2 separate regions of the Rattus norvegicus genome follow, and region 1 is linked to region 2. A link is a contact called in public Hi-C data. All regions are on one chromosome and are shown on one strand. The core of a region is the stretch at or near the end of the contact, and the rest is flanking DNA. Distances in the headings are between cores, read along the strand shown. Region 1 holds the start of Abcb1a (ATP binding cassette subfamily B member 1A). Region 2 has its middle 27 kb from the start of Abcb4.

The links. A called contact is a pair of places that touch in the nucleus more often than the background predicts.
Region 1: a Hi-C map of liver shows a contact between it and region 2, with 3 times the contacts expected there. The contact joins the promoter of Abcb1a here to the enhancer-like site in region 2. A contact is called at or near these places in 2 of 12 Hi-C or Micro-C datasets (the A7r5 cell line and liver).

What each region holds. Positions count from the first base shown.
Region 1 is chr4:26,395,504-26,400,265 of GRCr8, reverse strand. It overlaps Abcb1a (ATP binding cassette subfamily B member 1A), which reads left to right and starts at 2,618. Exons shown (of 28, transcript NM_133401.2): 1 at 2,618-2,696; 2 at 3,131-3,201. The coding sequence starts at 3,137.
Region 2 is chr4:26,188,743-26,193,487 of GRCr8, reverse strand. No RefSeq gene overlaps it. Among named protein-coding and RNA genes, the nearest start is that of Abcb4, 27 kb to the right of the region's middle. Within about 2 kb of position 2,082, at least 2 of the 93 cell types and tissues checked have an H3K27ac peak or open chromatin away from gene starts, as enhancers often do. A contact at or near this core is called in liver, where this site is marked.

The DNA of each region.
Region 1 (4,762 bases), core at 1,369-3,868, 210 kb before region 2:
TTGCCGTATGTACCTCACACATAAAATTCAGTTATGCATAAGTGGGTGGGTGCTGTAATATTGTGGCTTTTTTATTGTCACACAAGTGAATCATTTGTTTTGCAGTGATCCTGTTATGGTCTTTCTTAGCCTCAAGTCAAATAAGTTCATCAAGGTGTACCTCTTTCAGGCTAGATTATGTTTGGATTTGCAGTAGATAAATAGGAGTGTTAGAAGGAGAGAAAGTTCTTATAGGAACCAAAGAAAGATGAATTCACAAGAAGGTCACAAGAAGAAAAGCTGGAATAATTAGAAATCTTAGGAGAAAGCATGTTAGTTTTACATCCCTGTGACAAAATATCTCAGAGAAACAAAACCAAAGAAGAAGAAGTTTACTTTGATTTGTGATTACAGAAATGTCAGGTCCATAGGCTGGGGGGAGGTAGATCATCATAGCTGGGATCAGGTGGCAGAGAATGGTATGTAAACACACCATGGCAGTTAAGAATTGAGAGGCAGTGGAGGGAGACCAGGACAAGATATAATTTCTTAGGACAGACCCCCTAAAGACCTCCCTTGATCTAAGTCCAACCTTCTAAAATTAAGTTAAATTCTAATAGCCCACCACAGTAGAATTCTTCAGTGGGCCCATCCGCTGATTGGGTTAGAGCCCAATGACCCAACCACATTCCCTGAATCCTACCGCTTTGGGTCTAGGTCTTCAGAACGAAGAGATTTACATATAGAAAAGCAGAGTGCCCACAGCAACAACACACAGCACCTGAGAGATACAGTGAATTAGTTGAAATAAATTGAGCCTGGACGTTTGGGGGAGATGGTTTAAAGAAATGAGGTTGAAAGTCAGTAGAAAGAAATACTATGTTACCATCCTTAAAACCTAGTAAATTATTAGATGTAAAATATTAGACTTAATATAGTTCTTGGTGGTGGTGGGGCCCATGGTAGCTTTCCTAAAGTTGAATCCTAAGGAGAAGTTTCATGAGACTGGAAAGGGTAGGGAGTAATGTACGATAGCCATGTTCTACAGTGCATTCCAATATGGAAATACATATTGAGTCGCTCCTCATCAACCCATCCCCCACTCCTTCTCCCTCCCCCCAAAAGGAAGGCAAGAACAAAAGAGGGATAGTGCCGAAGAAGTCCTGGGTCTCATACTTACCAGCTGTGTGGCATTTGACACACAGTGTAGACCTGTTTCCTCTGCTGGGAACTAAGAAAAACAAAAACAGTAGCAACTTCAGCTGTTCCCGTGGGGATTAAATGAGTTTATCCTTCTGAAGTGTGTGGTGGGGTTTCTTATATAGTGCTTAATGTTATTTAGCGTTGTTCCTTCAAGTGCCTACAGAACCAAATATAGGTGAGATGGGATCTCTAGAGTTGGAAGAGTACAGAAACAGCAGAAGCATAAACGCGACTAGAAATGCTTAAGATGACACATGTATGCCCCCAATAGACCACAGGTGCCATACATGAGAACAGCCAATCAGAAAAAGAGACCCCCCCAAAAAAACCCCACTAATGACCTATTAGAAAGTCTGTAACAGTAGTAAGGTTTTTTTTTTAAAGTCAATTACATGTCCCCTCCTAAAAGAGTCAAAACAAGGACATTTTTGAGTAAAAAGTAGAAAAAAATATGACTTTGAAATCTATCAAGTATCTTTTTCCTTGATAATTGCAACAAGTCCAGAGGCATAGATGTAAGTCGGATACTGCAAATCAGAGGTCACAAAACAGCTATGCTGTACAAAAGAATGAAAACACTTGGAGGAGTTAAAACCGATCTTTGAATCTGACCTGGAAAGACTGCAGTTACTTCTGGTCGGTTTGAAGAAAGTCTCAGGAAGAGTATAAAATGTAAACACAGAAAGCGACTGCAGTAATGTGTTGAAAGTTATGTTTTTAATAATCCCAATTGAACTGTAAGAATTTCAAATGCCTTGAAAGAATTTGGATATTGGTTTGATAGCTAAAAGTTCAAAATATTACATATTTTTAAATACCATTTTTACACTGAAATGCCCCATTCGTATACTGGAAATTGTCCTCTTTCTATATATGTTTGTGTTTTTTAATAAAAGGTAAGCCAGTATACCCGAGGAACTGGTGCTTCAAAGAAGGGAAATTTACTGACAGGCAGGGTCTGTACCCATTGTTTAATTGGCTATTAGATGTTATGCAAAGAATGCGTGTTTTAACTTGGCCATACGCAGAGGATCAAGTGCCGTTCTACAAATGCACAACTCTATACACACACACACACACACACACACACACACACACACACACACAAGTGTGGCGGTGTAGAGATGCGACTCTTGCAAGTGTGTCTCTGATGACTCGGGGATGTGAGTTTGTCTAATTGACCTTTGCGAGGTGAAGCCAGGCTGCACACATTTCTTCTACAAATCCAACCTGTTTCGCAATTTCTCCAGCATAATACTTGAGTCAGGCTGGGCTGGGAGCTGGTTAACCTCCTGGTCAAACTCACTGCCTGGGCGGGACTGCGCCTGGGCGTAGGTTGAGCTCACTAAGTTTCCTCTCCTGTCATCAGAAAGCCCAGGCACAGTCGAACAGCGGTTTCCAGAAGCTGCTGATCCCATCTTGCAAGGCTCAGCTCAACTCAGAGCCGCTGCTTCTTCCAAAGTGTACATCTTGGCGGACCTTACGGAGGAAATCGGAAAGTAGAGACACGTGAGGTAGGCATTTCCTAGGAAGGGTCGGGTGCTCCGGATGCCTGAGCCTGGTCCAGGTGGCAGGGTCCTCTTGGGGACCGAGTGGCGACAGCCACAAGTCACTCCAGGAGCTCCCGCAGCAGCCTCCAGGCTGGTGTTTACAGCGCCAGTCCTGCGCTGTGCATCCTGCTGCCCAGCTCACAGCCGCGGGCGGTGGAGGAGCGCACCGGCGGAGGGGACCCAGCAGGGTGGGGTGGCTGGATCCAGAGCAGAGCACCAGGTCTATGCGGGTGACACATTTCCTCGGGATTCCCCGGGAGAGTTACTTCCAGACCCGGCCGCTGGAGCATCAGGGCGGGGCCCCTCATCACCACTGGGCTCCTTGGGGCAGTGAGCTCTGCCTAGGCTCTGGTCCCCGCGGCCATGTGTTTGGCTGATGAACTGTGGTTTATCCCCAGGTCGTGATGGAGCTCGAAGAAGACCTTAACGGAAGAGCAGACAAGAACTTCTCAAAGATGGGCAAAAAGAGGTAGCCAGATTGTTTCACTTTCGTACTTTACATAGCTTGTACATTTGGGCAATTAGTTTGTAGCCTCTAGCACTGTACTAAATGATTAGTGGGTGTTATTTCAGTCTTCAGAAATGTAAACCAGCCTCTGCTTGGAGCAGTCCTTAAGATGTGTGTGACAGAAGGAGGCTCCTGTTCAGCCTGTACACCTGCCGTTGCTCACTCACATCCCTTTAGTTTTATGACCCCAGCTTTATGAGCGCTGTCGTTCACTCACTCACGCACCTGAGCCATATGCTGCTTGGGCTCTCGCTGTGGTCTATTATCTTGCTTCCAATAGAGCAACTCTATAGATATCACGTTTGTGGCAGAAGAAAAAGAGACCCAAATTGCATTTTGTTTAGCTCTCAATGACTATTTCTATATAAAAAGGTTGTATTACCACAGAAAGAAGCCACATCTTGTTTCCAAATCTCTACAAATGCTGATTACGTGATTAGAACCTCAATGGTGGGGAGAGGTAAGAGAGTTCAAAGGAGCCTGCTTAAAAATTATCATAGGCAATCTTCAGCCCCCATAATGCCCTTATTGTTAGCCTACCTCTATGTCTGACCTAACATTCCGGTGACTCTTTTAAGTCTTTGAGGCAGTATTAAGCAAAGAGATCACAAGCTTCTTTTATCCCACAAGTTAGGAATGTCACCAGATAGTGTCTGCGACTGAAAGCAGAGGTAACTTGCCTCATCGATGAACCCACCCAACATTTCAAAGTGTCCTTACTTATGACGTTAGAATTCATTTCAGCCCACTAGAAGGGAGAGTAGAAATACGCACTCCAAGAAACAGATCTGGTTTCTTTTTTTTTTTTGGTTCTTTTTTTTCCGGAGCTGGGGACCGAATCCAGGGCCTTGCGCTTCCTAGGTAAGCACAGATCTGGTTTCTAAATACCGTTGCTTGCCCCACACTCTCATCTGTGTTCAGTTCGAAGTACATACAACCATGGGACACCTTTGCCAGTGTCACAACACCGTGCCAGAAAAGCCAGTGTCTCAACAAATGGTGAATTTCTAGATTAAGAGATGGTAAAGAACGTAGTCCATAGATAATATTATGTGAGCTCTGACTCAGAGTTCGGCAAAGAAAAAAAAAAGGCAACAACAACAAAAATGACAGAAAGCACACTTGGAAACTCCATGGGATGGATTTTAAATTATCTCAACATTGAGGTTACATTTCCTAGATATGATAATGAGAGTTTATGAATACATGGTATTTCCAGCTTAATAGTTTGCAGAGTCTTAACAATTGATAACATACACTGTTTGCATGGGTAAATATTGTCAGGTGTCATAATTTATGTACCTCGGCGAATTATGTACTAACCTTTACATTTTCCTGTTATTTCACATTTCAGTAATAAAAACTTTATATAATAGTGGAGGGAAGGTAGCCTAATTTTGCCTTTAAAGAATAGTTGAAAGAACTGTGTCCATCACAAACACTTGGACATTTGAGTGTATGTGAGGCTATGTGGAAGGAAATGGTAGTGTCTAGTCCTGAACAGATCTTCATTTGGGTACCA
Region 2 (4,745 bases), core at 833-3,332:
TGATGCATATGTAATATGTCATATTATATGTGATTATATTATATAATATGTATATTATATGTCATTATATATCACACTATATATTATATATCATGTGATATAATATATAGTGTGATATATAATGACATATATGTAATATAATATATCATGTATTATACATCACATATCATATATGATATATATTAAACAAGTTGGACATGATGGAGGAAAGATAAAGACTTGTTGAGATGGTGCTGTGACTGACAGAGCTGAGGTACTCCATTAGAAAAAGAACTTGTTTACATGAACACAGGTATTCAAGGCGTGGCCCTGTGACAGCTATTCATGGTTGTCAACTACATTTTGGAATTAACTAAAAAGTCAAGTCACTAAGCACACCTGTAGGGTATTTTTAGTTAATTGGATCATAAGGTAGGAAGACTTACCTTATATCCCAATCGCTCAAGGTGGGAAGAACTATCCTAAATCTGGGCCACACCTTCTCATGGCAGCCTACATAGAGGACAAGGAAGGGAAAGACCTCTGCTCTCTGCATGCTTGCTTCTGCTCTTGCTTCACCGACACTGGGGATTGCTTCTTCAGGGTTCCAGAGTGTAGTGAATACCAACTGATACAACCAGCCTTGTTGACTGAACAAGTACTGGATTCTTGAACTTTCTATTGGGAGAAAGCCATTTTTGGACTAGCTGGACCATAGCCTGTAAGTCACTCTAATAAATCTACTTTCTGTATCCATATATGGATTCATTCTGTAAGTTTTGTTTGTCTAAAGAACCCTGACTGATACAGGCTTTCAGGACACCCACGAAATACAGGCGGGTTCATCTGGTGAGTATATTCCTTTTCTAGCCTGGGCTTGATTTCTGTTGTTCCATTTCAAAAGTTATCCAGTGAGGCAGGACTCTGAACAGCGGCGGCCCTCTGTTTGACTCACCAGCATCAGCCTCTGAAGTTCCAGCCAATTCGAGCTTCAACCTGTTCTGATATACAAAGCACCCATTTATCTTCAGATCCCATAGCAAGTCCTTTTATAAAAATCCAGTTTTGCTTACTCAGCTCAGAACCCTGGTGCTCCAGGTTAGCAGACCTTTGAAAGGGAGGATCACTTTACAGCACTGTGCTACCGAGGTTGGCAACCCCCTGAGCATACAGCAAAGGGGCAGGAAGTACCAAACTCTGGTCCTGTTTGTCTCTGCCCTTGTGTCAGGTTTCCTGGAAATTAACACAAGATAGAGCAACAGTATTCTTAGCTAAAGCCTTATAATTCTGCCTACACACACACACACACACACACACAGAGAGAGAGAGAGAGAGAGAGAGAGAGAGAGAGAGAGAGAGAAGAAGAAGAAGAGAGGGGGCAGACAGACAAATAGACAGAGACAGAATGACACAGAGGGACAAGGAGACAGTTCATCAAAACCAAGTTAGAACAAGTGGGGATGGGGAGAGGAGGGAGGATGGGAGAAGGAGGAGGTGAGAGCTCCAGGCAGAGGAAATCACACCTGAAGGAGCATTTGAAGATCAAGACCGAGACCCATGGCTAGAGTGTGCTGAGCAAGACTCAACATGGGTTGAGATGCCCTGGCACATAAACAGGGACCATCTTAACCCTGCAAGCCCTACCCAACAACATGGCAATTAGAGTTATTTTCAATTGAAGACAAGATCCCAAGCTATGATGACGATCCTGGCTCTCTAAACCAAACCCCCTTCCTATGAGAAGAAACCAAAGTCCTATGAAGTGGTTACATGGCTTGAACCTATAGAGTCCTTGGTACTCAGCCAGCATCGCATGCCAGCGGTGTGAACAGGCCTGTCACGTACTCAGGAAGCTGCAGCCTCAGTTGGTGTCTGCCCACAGGTTTCTGAGACAAGAACTGAATCTAGCCAGTCCGTAGAACTACAAGTGGTCAGAAACACCAAGCAAGTCAAGCCATGGGATAACCAGAGCCAGTACGGTTCTGCATACCATTAAACTCAACTTTCCTGATCATCAAAAGAAATCCTGTGACTGTAGGATCCTGACAGGTGGCTCTTGTGTACTGTGCCTGATAACTCTACCAACACTGCCCAACACTGCACACAGCGAAAGTCCTCAGTACAAATATTTGTTGAATGAAACAAAATGACGTGCTGTTCTGGGAGGAGAAAAAGCATTTAGACAAATGATCGTATTGGGACACTTCCACAATGACATTACTATGTCCCACTTGGAATGTCAAACACTAAGGTGAAAGACCTCTCTGTCCTTGGAGAAATTAGAATAGCAAAGAGAAACCTCTGCTTGCGGACAAAGATAAATGATGAAATGTTTTCGCCTGGACTCTTTCAAAAGAGCCTGTGTGGAGTCTAAGTGACCTTTGAGTTGAAACCTGAGAGTTTTTCCCTTTCTCTGTGAGCAACCAGATTTAAATATTTCCCTCTCATTGATTGCTGCTTTGTGGTAGACAACATCTAGGCTCTAAAGTCAGAGAAGCCCGAGTTTCTGTCTAGGCCAGTAGTTTTTGGCTCATGGTTTCTTGGACAAGGTACTTATTTCTCAAAGACCGTATTTCTCCACTGGCTAATAATGATGGTGATGGTGGTGATGATGATGATGATGATGGTGGTGGTGGTAGTGGTGGTGGTGATTTCTTTCACCAGTTGCTTTACTAAATTGCTTAGGTACTAAATATAATAAAAGCACTTAGGATAATGATCAGTTATGTAGAACACAAGAAAAATAAAATGTTGACTCCTTTTTAGCCCGCAATTTTCTTCATCTTCAAAAACACTGCTATCTTGGATGAAAGTAAGATTTTATTTGGTATTGATTGTTTTAGATGCCTTCTAGAATGCAAGTTGGAAGCACAATAATAAGAGAAGGGGCTCTCCTCTCAAGACTCAGTGTTGTGTTGGCGCCATGATGGCAAGCCTTTGGGGAGAAGTGGAGTGCCGAGATGAGGAACCACATTTGGAGTGCTCAAAGGGTTGCAAAGCTTCCCACGTAACCCATATCCGAGCTACTCTTCAGTGACTGGATAAATTAATTACACACATCCACTCAGTGGGCTAATAAGGAGCACTGGAACGTAACGAGTCATGGAAAAATAAGGGGGAAACCAAAATGCAAACCAAGAGAAAGAAGCCAGCCTGAGACAGTGCACATAGTAGGTTTCTCATATGTGACATCCTGGGTAAGGCAAAGCCATGCACATTATAAGACCACAGGGGCCAGGTATGAACAGAAAGGGAAGCTGAATAGAAAAGACATCAAAGATTTTATTTTTAGGGCAATGAGATTATTCTGTAAGAAACTGTAGTAGTCATGGTAGACTTGCTCAGATTCACAGAACGTACAGTACCAAGAGTGATTCACTACTGAAAAAGCACTGTAAAGTGTAGGCTGAAGATGGTTTTCCATAGCTGTTCTCCAATTGTAACAAATATTTCTCTCTGGTGGGAAAATCTTTAAAATTATTACTATTATTATTATTATATTATTTTCTTGTGTGTGTGTGGGGGGGGTAAGCATGCCGCAGAACCAGTGTGGAGATCAGAAGGCAACTTTCCAGAGAATTTATAGGAAACCTCTGTGCCTTTTTTCTATTTTGTTTTATAAATCTGAAACTACTCTAAAAAGACTATAGCATACTAAATAAATAATAAAATGGAAAGGCTTTATGGACATCTAAGGTTATATTCATCAGATAGACAGTGGAGGGCTGGGGGCAGGAGATTCTGGGCAGAGGTCAAACCATTTAATTTAGGGAGGTGGGGACAAGGGAGTTAGAGAGAGCACAACTCCTCCTCCTCTTTAATTGGGAGCTTGAAAAAGAATGACAATTGTCTGTCTTAGGACTATTTTTTTTGATATATTTAAGCCACTTCACAGTGGCCACGTCCTTGTTCAGAATTTGATATGAAAATGTTTGCCTTCCTGGAAGAGCTCATTGTCACTCCTCAACTGTGTCCACAGCAAAACATCCTGTTTAGGGGAAGGAAGGGCCTGAGAGGAGTGGGGAAGGGGAATAAATGGGGACTCAGGGGGAACATGATCAGACTGTCACAAATACTAGCTTTAAAATGTCCTTACGAATTCGGTACTGTGTACAGTGGATATATTTGTCTACATATCTATATGTCTATATATCTATATATCTCTATATATCAATCACATGAGCCATAGGAAGTACACACTCACACCCTCAGCTTGATCTCTGGGGGATGAATCACATTTTTGTTAGGCACAGGGTCAATGTAAGCATGACTGGGAAAAAATCTTGGTCAGCATGGGCAATGACCCCATTACCCCTGCTCTTTATAGTTTAAACAGATGACTCATGCAGAACCCATGGATTTTTCCATGTTGTTTTGAGAACATACCAGTTTCAACCAAGCTGTGGATGATACTACCTGCGTGTCTGAAAATCCCCGTAGCTGCAATAGTCAACTGCATTAGGCTGAAACATTTGGTGTCAGGGAGCCCAGATTCGTGAACAGAGACACAACCTGGAGAGACGGGCCAAATGGAGATGATCAGAAAAAAAGTAGAAAAGCAAACTTTAATTTTGAATCTAAAAATAATTGTGTGTGTGTGTGTGTGTGTGTGTTGCACACACAGCAAAGCACACATATAGAGATTAGAGGATAACTTGTAAGAGTAAGTTCTCTCCTTCCACCTTCTGACTTCTGGGGACTGAACTCAGAACCTCGGGCTGAATGATAATATCACAGGCCTAGAAAAGACACTTTAAAGATTTCCT